Regions from separate parts of the Mus musculus genome. Here region 1 is linked to region 2. A link is a contact called in public promoter capture Hi-C data. All regions are on one chromosome and are shown on one strand. The core of a region is the stretch at or near the end of the contact, and the rest is flanking DNA. Distances in the headings are between cores, read along the strand shown.

Region 1 (4,834 bases), core at 1,370-3,869, 190 kb after region 2:
CTCTGTTATAGAGACGTCCATGCCTCCAAAGTTTTCATTCCATTCCATCATGTGATCTCAATCAAAAACTTCAGTTGTGCATGTGATTGAACATGTCCACATATGCATGCCAACATGCATGGGTGCCACGGCACATGTAGAGGACAACTGAAAGGAGCCAGTTCTCTCCTTCTACCATGCGAGTCTTGAACATTGACCTCAAGTCACGGGGCTTGTCAGCAGGGCACCTTTATCTGCTAAGCCAGCTTACTCCCCAGCCCCTAAATCTTAGTAAGATTTTTAAAGAGCTTGTCCAGGGCTGGAGAGATGGCTCGCAATTGAGAGCAGAAACCCTTCTGCACTAGTCTTCAGGTGGTTCCTAAACACCAATAGCTCAAACTCCAGAGGGAACCAATCTCTGGCTACTCTGGGCACCATCACTCTCATTCAAACACACACACACACACACACACACACACACACACACACACACATAATTAAAAATAATAAAAGCATTGTTCATTTGTCTAATTGTTTTTGTTGTTTTGTTTCTTTTTCGAGACAGGGCCTCTCTACATAGTCCTAGGTGGCCTCAAACTTGCTATGTAGAACAGTCTGGCCTCAAACTCACAAAAATCACCTGCCTCTGCCTCCAGAGTATATACATAAATAATATATATATATTAGGGGCTTGAAAAGTGATGACTGCTCTTGCAAAGGGCCCTGGTTACTAATTCCCGTTCCAGGCGATCCAACACCATTTTTTTGCCCTCAGCAGACACCAGACACACGTGGTCCACAATACAATCATGAATGAAGACAAAATACTCACAAAATAATAGCACTTTTTGGAGGGGGGAGGGCGGTTCAAGACAGGGTTTCTGTATGTAGTCCTGGCTGCCCTGGAATTCTCTGTAGACCAGGTTAGCCTTGAACTCACAGAGATTCACCTGCCTCTTCCTCACAAGTGCTGTGATCAAAGGTGTGCACCACCACCATCTGGTTTAATATATTTTTAAAGATTTTTTTACTTTTAATTATGAGTATATGCGTATTGTCTGGGTATGCAAGTATGTGAGTGGCTGAGGAAGCCAGAGGCATTGTATTCCTCTGGAACTGGTTTTTTTTCTTTTTTTTTTTTTTTTTTTTTTTCGGGGCAGGTTTCTGTGTATAGCTCTGTATAGTTCTGGCTGTCCTGAAACTCACTTTGTAGACCAGGCTGGCCTCGAACTCAGAAATCTGCCTGCCTCTGCCTCCTGAGTGCTGGGATCAGAGGCGTGCGCCACCACGCCCGGCCCTCTGGAATTGTTAAAAGCCAGATTCCGGTCCTCTGAAAGTGCAGTAAATACTTTTAACCGCTGAGTCATATCTGCAGTCCTGACATACATTAAAAAAAAAGATTTATTTATTTATTTATTTATTATGAGCACAGTGTAGCTGTTCTCAGACACACCAGAAGGGAGCATCAGATGGTTGTGAGCCACCATGTGGTTGCTGAGACTTGAACTCAGGACCTCTAGAAGAGCAGCCAGGGCTCTTAACCGCTGAGCCATCTCTCCATCCCGATATACAACATTTTAGAGCATCTTTTTTTCAATTATCCAATTGCTTATTCAATTTATTTTTATTTTTTTGGTGTTTCGAGACAGGGTTTCTCTGTGTATCCCTGGCTGCCCTGGAACTCACTCTGTAAACTAGGTTGGCCTCGAACTCAGAAATCTGCCTGCCTCTGCCTCCCAAGTGCTGGGATTAAAGGCATGTACCTCCACTTCCCGGCACTTATTCAATTTTAAAAATTAAATTTATTTTATTTATAGTGTGTGGAGAGCATTTTCACAGCCCATGTGAATGTCCGAGGGCTTCCATTAGGGTTGGAGGAGACTCTGAAGCGAATTCGGCTGTCAGGCTAGGCAGAAATCATATTTACTGGCTGACTTTCTCACCAAACCCAAAATCATAATATAAAATGTGTTACTGCTGCAGAGACAGATCAATCATTCCACCAGACTACAACCAGACTTAAAATTATAGTTATACATTTTATAGACAGAGTATGCTATCAATGAGAAAAAGGCATTCCTTTTTTGAACAGAAAAAAAAAAATCATTGAACAAAAAGTCACGCCTAAGACATGGACATATTGGGCCCTGGAATAGACAGTTGTGATAGGCAAATTTGAAATAAAAGTGTTTAGTTGTTTAGGAACCAGTGTTTTGGGTTTGTTTTCCCCCTCATCCTTGTAAAAAGGGCAGGGCAGGCAGGCAGACAGCTTCCGCAGCGGCAGCCGTGGCGCCCGGGGCGCCCGCGCCGCGGCGCGCGCGTGCGCAGTCGACACACGGAAGACCCAGCCAGAGCCGATTCGGCCCCCGAGTTCACTTCCTGTATAGTCCCCCCGCCCCTCCTCTTCCGCTACCCGCGCCGCGTCGCCGCCTCCACCGTGGGAGTATCGCATGGCTGGTGGAGACCAGCTCCTCCCTAGTCGCCCGCTGCTTCCCGAAGCGCCGCCGAGCCTGCGTAGTGCGCTACGCCTGGGTGATCGAGCGCGGAAAGAGAGTTGACTCCTTCCGGCCCCAAGCAAGTGGGTGCTGGGCAGACAGGAAGTGACGAGGCTGGGAAAAGGGGTGGGTCCAGCTCTGTCAGTTTGAGAGCGGAGCTGACGTGCTCTAGGTTTTACCCGCTGAGCCATTAGGATGCGGTCTGGCTCCACTGCACACCACGCTCTTCCTCCACGTGGAACGTCTAAAATGAACGAGGAGTGGCCTGTTTTAGTCCCCCTGCTCGTTCCTCCGCCACGGAGGAGTCCTGCTTTTTCTGCTCTGCACTCCAGCCTTGGACAAACAGCCGCCCCGCTGAGCGTGTTCCATCATGCCGCTCTGCTTGGGACGCCTCCGTGGCTTCTTTCCATTTTTTTGCTTGCTCCCCTAAACTATGTCCCATAAGCCTTAAGTTACACATTTTCTTTTGATTCTATTTGGAAAGGAAGATTGATTTTTTTTTCAGGGTTTTAGAGCTACGTTTTCAATTAAGTATTTCGCCAACAGCACATATGACGGGTAATTTTAGAATACAATTTGGGGATGGTGTTTGCAAGGATGCTTGTTGTATTTGGCTTTAGGATGAAGTTTTTTTTTTTTTATCATGTATTAAAACATTCCAGCTTCATCGCTGCAAAGCCATAGTGAATTTGAAATGCTGTGAAGGGCTAAATTAATCTCCAAAGCAATAGATGCCTGTTGGTTAAATTAAAAACCTAAACTCAAGTGGAAGGGAGGAGAGTCTGCTCCTACCAGATTGCTCATTTTCTCTCCTGAAACCTTCACTTTGTTTATTTGGTTAGTGCAGGTTCTCACTATATTTCATGCTGGTCGGAATTCTCTAGGGAACTGACAGAAATCTGGATTTGCCTTCCCAACGACTGGGATTATAGACATGAGCCACCATACCCTGCTAACCCTATGCCTTTTAAAGCACATCGTTTTACTGTGGTGATGGACATCAACGCTATCTGTCTCCAGGGACCTCTGAAGCCTTTTTCGTGACCTGGCTTAGTTTGTGTTTCTTTGTTTTGTTTTGTATCCTGTGGTTTTTCTAATGGATTTTTCAGAACTTTTGCAATTTCACAGCTATCCAACCTCCATGTCCTAAATTTTAAGAACTTAAACTGAGTGCTAGCAAGATGGCTCAACAGTTATAAATGCTTGCTAGGTAAGTCTGATGACCTAGGTTCATAGAGAAAGGAGAACACAGATTACCAAAAGTTGTTCTCTTGACTGGACCGTGGTGGTGCACGCCTTTAATCCCAGCACTTGGGAAGCAGAGGCAGGCGAATGTCTGAGTTCGAGGCCAGCCTGGTCTACAAATTGAGTTCCAAGACAGCCAGGGCTACACAGAGCTACACAGGGCTACCCAGAGAAACCCTGTCTTGAAAATAAAAACAATCCCAGCACTTGGGAGGCAGAGACAGGCCGATTTCTGAGTTCGAGGCCAGCCTGGTCTACAGAGTGAATTCCAGGACAACCAGGGCTATACAGAGAAACCCTGGCACAAAACAGCAACAAACAAACAAACAAAAAGGAAAAAAGCTGTTCTCTGGACTCCATATTCATATCTCTCAAACACTAATAAAAATTTCAAGTTTTTATAAAAAGAATTTTTGTCCTCAGTAGTACTGGATTTAGGACTCAGTTTCCATTGCCAGCAATCACAGCGCTCTGTTACTATAGTCCCAGGGGATTCAAAACCTTCTGCCCCCCCCCCCCCGGCACTATATGCACATGGTACACAGACATACATGCAGGCAAAATGCCCATGCATGCAGAAAAGTTGTGGCACATGTCTTTAATCTCAGCACTTGGGAGGCAGAGGCAGATAGATTTCTGAGTTCGAGGCCAGCCTGGTCTACAGAGTTGAGTTCCAGGACAGCCAGGGCTACACAGAGAAACCCTGTCTCGAAAAACAAAACAAAACAAAACAAAACACCCAAAAACAAAACAAAACTGTAAATTCAAGGTGATGTTATATTCGTACTGACTCAATGGAAGGCCAGCCATCATGACAAAGCTTCAAGTGTTCTCTAAGAAGTCAATGGTCTCTGTGGCTTCAGTATCTCCTGGGTTTTGGTGTCTGTCTCTGCTGCTGTTTCTGATATTTCCCACCTCAAACCCTTCTTACCCTTTGCTGTTCTGTGTAATGACTTAGTGACAGAAAGTGTTGCTTAGTCCTCCCAGCACCCCTCATCTGAGTTTTGAATTTTTGCAATAAAAATGTAAGTACAAAATTTTCTAGGCAATGGTGGCACACATTTTTAATCCCAGCACTCAGGAAGCCAGAGAAGCAGGCAGGTCTCTTGAGTTCA
Region 2 (5,462 bases), core at 2,465-4,964:
TATTCAATATTGAAACTTCCTGCTACAACATAAAGAAAAACTGTTTTCAACAACAGAATCCAAATTCTGGCACACTTTTCAAATGTGATTTTTTAAAAATCCACTAATATTCCCTACTGCCTTGAATGTGAATAGCCAATTCAAAACAGTGGTCACAGAGCTGGAGAAATGGCTCAATGGTTAGGAGTATATATTATTCTTACAGAGGACCTCAGTCCAATTCGCAGCACGCACAACAGTCAGCTCACAAATATCTGAAATTCCAGCTTTAGGGAGCCAACATTTCTTTGACCTCATTGGACACATACATAAACACACGTAAATAAATAATACAATTCTTAAAGGAACACAATGGTCAGATATGCCCTCAATAAGCTACATACATTGTACTTCCCTGTCAACACCTATACTATCAACTTCCTTTCCTTCTAGTTCTCATCTCCCTAAGCTGGCAATTCCCAAAGATGGACCAGTCCTATCATTTGTTCTGTCCCCTCCAAGCAGAGACCTGTGATAGCAAAACTCTCAGCAAAACTTTTGCAAAGCATTTTTGCTCCTGGTTTGTACCTCTTCCAAATCCTACCCATTCATAAATCCATTGACCTCAAAAAACCAGGGTACATTCACTAAGGATCTTACTAAATAAATTCTTAAACATTCAAAGTGTGATGACCAGCAGCATCAATGACATGGAGATGCTAAAAAAAATTTTTTAAAAAAGAAAGAAAAAAAGAAAAGAAAGAGAGAAAAAGAAAAAGAAAAAGAAAAAGAAAAAGAAAAAGAAAAAGAAAAAGGAAAAGAAAAAGGAAAATCTGAGGTCCTATCCCAGTCTAGATTTTAAGAAGAGTCATATGCACATTCAAGTTTAATGGGCTGTGGCTCTCAACTGCTAATACCTGGTATCATTCTTCCTATTCTCAAATAAAATTTGTCATTCACTGACACATTATTTGAGTTATATATAATATATATCTATTTTTATATATAATAGTGGAAGGCACTGTGTACACTACCAGAGGAGAAAGATAAATACCACTACCAGAGGAGAAAGATAAATACCAACCTGGCTACAAACCCTGTGATCTATAATGGTGACATGCCTGCAAGACAAGCTGGTGCAATAGCAGCACAAAAGTTGTGGGAGTCACCAACCAATATTTAATTAGAACTAAGGCCCATACCGTGAGGTGGAACCCATACCTGACACTGCCCAGCTGCCCAAAAACCTGAGACTTGATAGCCCCATGGATCTAGCAGAAATCCAAATACTACTGTTCTGCTAAAGAATGTAGCAATAAAATGACTCCCAATGACATTCTGCTATACTCATAGATCAGTGTCTTGCTCAACCATCATCAAAGAAGCTTCGCCCTACAGCAGATGGATGGGAACACATATAGACACCCACAACTGGACAATATGCAGAAAGTGACAGATCTTGGACCAGTCAGTCCTAAATGGGATGTCTCCATGAAAACCCTCCCCTCAGGGCTCGGAGAACCCTGTAGAAGAGGAGGAGGAAAGTCTGTAAGGACCAACAGGAATGGGGACCTCAGGGAAACAGGGCCTTCTAAGCAAAGCATGATAGACACACATGTGAACTCACAGAGACTATGGCATCATGCATAGGCCTGCAAGGGTCTGCACCAGATAGGGGCCCGGTGTTGGCAGAAGTGGACCCAAGTTCCATTCCCAGCACCCACATGGTATCTAACAAACATTTGTAACTCTAGGTCCAGGGGATCATATTCCATCTTCTGGCCTCTGTAGGTACCAGGCAAGTATGTAGTACACAGACATATATGCAGGCAAAACACTAATACACATAAAAAATAAAACAGATGTTCAACACAACTAAAGACACAAAGAACCCCTGGAATTTCCAAAACATCCTCAAAGTGGGTAGTACCAGTCAGTGAGAACCATTGTTTTACAATCGCATTTTTTATCTGAGTCATAAAGCTATGCTAATCTTTCATGTCCATCAATAAATTAAATGTATCAGGATCATGAAAGATTTTCAAAGAGCCAAAGTCAGTGCACACTTGCACAAACTTATCTGAACATACCCGACATGGGCATTGTTGGCTGCAGATCCAGTTTCCATTACACCTTTTCATGAAGCCATTCCTTTTCCCTGTGCTTACGCAGTGGTCCTGTTAGCCTAAGCTAACCAGAGACTAGCATTCCCTGGCAACTGCAATGAGGCTAGTGACAGACACCTGACCCATACTGGTCCAATCAGACCTGAAGAAAAAACATACTCCAAGCTTGGGAGTTTTATCCTCTCCTCTTCCCCTAGTGAATAAGAAAGTACTGTTATGTCAGTCATCTTGAAACCATAAGGAAGACCAACAATGCCATAGTAAATGCCATAGTAAACCCTGATGGCATTGCTGAGCCAACAAATCTATGAGTTCAGTGTCCATCCTTCCTCTGCATTTAGTGACATAATTCCCCTCAGTATTTAACAGTTAGACTTTATTACCCTAATTTCACAATGGGGGGGGGGGGGAACAGGCAGTTAAGTGGAGTTAAGTGACATGTCCATTATCATATAGCTAGTAACTGACAATACCACAGCACTGGAAGGCAGAAGCCATGGTCTCATTTTGCAGCCCTTACTATTGTGCCTCAAACACCCACCGCAGCTGCAAGAAACTTTGAAATGAGGAGCACAAGTCTGAAATTTCATTAGCACCATTCTGTAAATATTGTGTTTCTTGAGACTTGATTTTGTAGATTTCTGGCTGCCTGTGGCTATTTTTTAAGACAGAAACTTTATGTAACACTGGTTGTCCTGGAAATCGCTACGTAAACCAGGCTATCCTCGAACTCATCTTCATGAATTTATCCACTGCCTCTGCCTCCTGAGTGCTGGGATTAAAGGTGTGCACAGCCTGTGGGGTTTTTTTAATGACAAAATATATTTGCCGTTTAAGAAAGAATAATTTATGCTAAAATACAGGTTTTTGAAAGTCTTCACTGTAAATGTCCATCTTATGGAGGACAGTTCGAAAAAACTGTAAGAGGGGAGAAGAGTCGACTTCATACTAATGCTCACTGGGCAGTAAAGCTCCAGCTACATACACACACACACACACACACACACACACACACACACAGAGAGAGAGAGGGGGGGAGGGGGAGGGAGGGGGAGGGAGGGGAAGGGAGGGAGAGAGGGGGGGATGAGGGGGAGAGAGAGAGAGACCCCCCCGCCCCGCCCCAAGCCAGCATCCCCGACATCCTCCGAAGCTGACCCTCCCCCACCCACGGGCCAGGTTCTGAAACTTGATCCTGCCAAGCAACCAAAGCCACAAACCCTGCAGCGCCCAGACCTGGCTTCATCCTCCCCACAACCCCAAAAGGGCATTAGCCGAGGAGGTGGGCACGATAGAGGCGTTTTAACTTTTCAAAGTGTTTCATTCGCGAGAGAGCTCAAAGGGCCGATCCCACCAATCTAGGGTTTCACTCCACAACCTCACAGGTGCTGGTACCGAGTGCTGAATGAACCGCCGCCAAGCCAGAATTTAGCCCGGAGGTGAAAAAGGCCTCAGGAGGAACCGAGTCTGGTCCCCAAAAAGACGCCCGGGAGCGTGGGGAGGGCTCCTGGAGGCTGAGAGGGGACAATGACAGCTGTGACCCGGCTCCACATTCTCACCTTGAACATGTCGCTGGCAGCCGCGGCTCCGGCAGGGTCACCCCTCCCTTGGCCCCTCCCACTATAAAAAAGGCAACTACGGTGGCCGGGTTAGATCCTGATTCCCTTGACCACGAGCGAGCACGAGATGATGCTGTGACGCCAGCTTAACCCGCCAAAAGCTCGGCCTGCGCCGCTAGGTGGCGTGTCGCGTTGCTTAGCAACCGAGAGGCGCGCGCGGGAACCTAACAAATTCAAACCCCGCCTCCTAGACAGTCCTGCCTCCTTGCAGGCTGTTGCTAGGCGGCAAAAGGCTGCAGGTCCGTGTGGGCGGCCGCACGCTGTGGTGAGAAGAAGGCGGTTCTCTGGCTCCCTGCCGCGCCGGGGACTGGCTTTCGCCTCCACTGCCAGGCTCCGGCTGCGAGGGTTGAGAATCCTGCACGCTGAGGCAGCCAGGCGGTGGCGCCCGACGGACGAGGGTAAACTGCACCAGTCTCTTAGGGAGAAGCAGCGGATCGACCCGACCTTGGGGCATCGATTTACCTCATAAAAGGTTTTTCCCTTAAAGAATTTACCTTGCGCTGAACGGTCCTTAAGTTTTACGTTTAAACTAAATGTAACATGTCGCTTACTTGTGAAAAAATGACCGGTACCGGTGTTTTTCTTTTTAAAGTACTAAAGTGTAAATCTGACAATCAAATATTGGTCCCATTTAATACTTGTAGACGTAAAATGGCAGTATTTGGCTATTTGCGAGAAAAACTGGCGTTGTCGCTGGTTTAATAATTTCATTTTTTCCACCCAAGTCTATGGGCACAATTGTCACGGCCGAGCGTCCAAGGCTGTGAAAAATCTAAGGCTAGGATTCAACTCCAGGTAGGCTGCCTCTTGAAATCTCAGCGCTAGCCTCAGGGAACACTAGCGGGTCCGATAAAGACGGCGTATTTCATATTTCGTTTCTGTCCTAATTCGACAGAAAATGGAAGAAGCCCTGTGGGCGGGCGTCCTGGAGATGCGGAGATTTTTTCAGTGTAAGGTCACTTGTCCTTTTACCCAGAGACTGATTGGGACACACCTGTCCTTAAGGAAATTAGGGGGGTTTTTATTCGCTGAGGGAGAGAGAGAGAGAGAGAGAGAGAGAGAGAGAGAGAGAGAGAGAGAGAGAGAGAGAGAGAGAGAGAGAGAGAGAAGGAAAAGGCGCGCCGCGCGTCTGGGACAAGCTGGAGCGCTTCGGTAAGAAGTTAGGTTTGTCGTAGTATGTAGTATCGGAGCTTTAGTTCAGTGATTTGTGGTCAAAGTTTTTTGGTTTTTTTTTTTTTTTTTAAAGCGGGACTTTGCGGTGTTCGAAAGTTTCAGGGAGGAGAAAGCCCTAGAGCTCAGCCTACTGCCGGACCAACTTCCAAATGTTACGAGCGGCTTTTTTTTCCCCCTTCTCAACAGAATTGTGTGTTCCGAGCCATCTCCATCTCCAGACCCTGAGGAGAAATACTGAATAGACTCGGAAGGCTCTGTCTGCATCAGTAAGGTAACATCTTAGAAGTGGGAAGCATGGTGATGATAAGTTACAGCCAAAGCGCTTGCTTAATGCCAGGAGTTGCGGGGGTATGTGAACTAGGAAAAGAAGGAAATGACAATTTCACCTTCACTAAACTCTAACTGAACTTTAGCATTTAAGTACGGTGTAGGCAACAAACCTTAGTATTAGCAGTACTTGCGAGTGTCGCCAATAGAAAGCAGGTATTTTCAAACCATTTACAGTCACAGCAGCTAACTAAAAATATCACTTATGCTCATTACTACAAAAGTACAATCGTTATTAAAT

What was found. Promoter capture Hi-C pulls out the DNA fragments that hold promoters and counts their contacts.
Region 1: a contact with region 2 is called in a promoter capture Hi-C map of pre-B cells, with 2.9 times the contacts expected there. The contact joins the enhancer-like site here to the promoter of Apoo in region 2. A contact is called at or near these places in 2 of 39 promoter capture datasets (pre-B cells and stem cell-derived epiblast-like cells), 3 of 484 Hi-C or Micro-C datasets (CD4 T cells, muscle stem cells and uterus) and 1 of 115 datasets of contacts at active chromatin or transcription factors (memory CD8 T cells).

Annotation. Positions count from the first base shown.
Region 1 is chrX:94,175,671-94,180,504 of GRCm38.p6, reverse strand. No RefSeq gene overlaps it. Among named protein-coding and RNA genes, the nearest start is that of Eif2s3x, 35 kb to the left of the region's middle. Within about 2 kb of position 2,619, at least 431 of the 459 cell types and tissues checked have an H3K27ac peak or open chromatin away from gene starts, as enhancers often do. A contact at or near this core is called in memory CD8 T cells, muscle stem cells, pre-B cells and 2 more, where this site is marked.
Region 2 is chrX:94,365,362-94,370,823 of GRCm38.p6, reverse strand. It overlaps Apoo (apolipoprotein O), which reads right to left and starts at 3,714. Exons shown (of 9, transcript NM_026673.4): 1 at 3,662-3,714. The coding sequence starts at 3,670. It overlaps Fam90a1b (family with sequence similarity 90, member A1B), which reads left to right and starts at 4,047. Exons shown (of 10, transcript NM_001362881.1): 1 at 4,047-4,193; 2 at 5,081-5,165.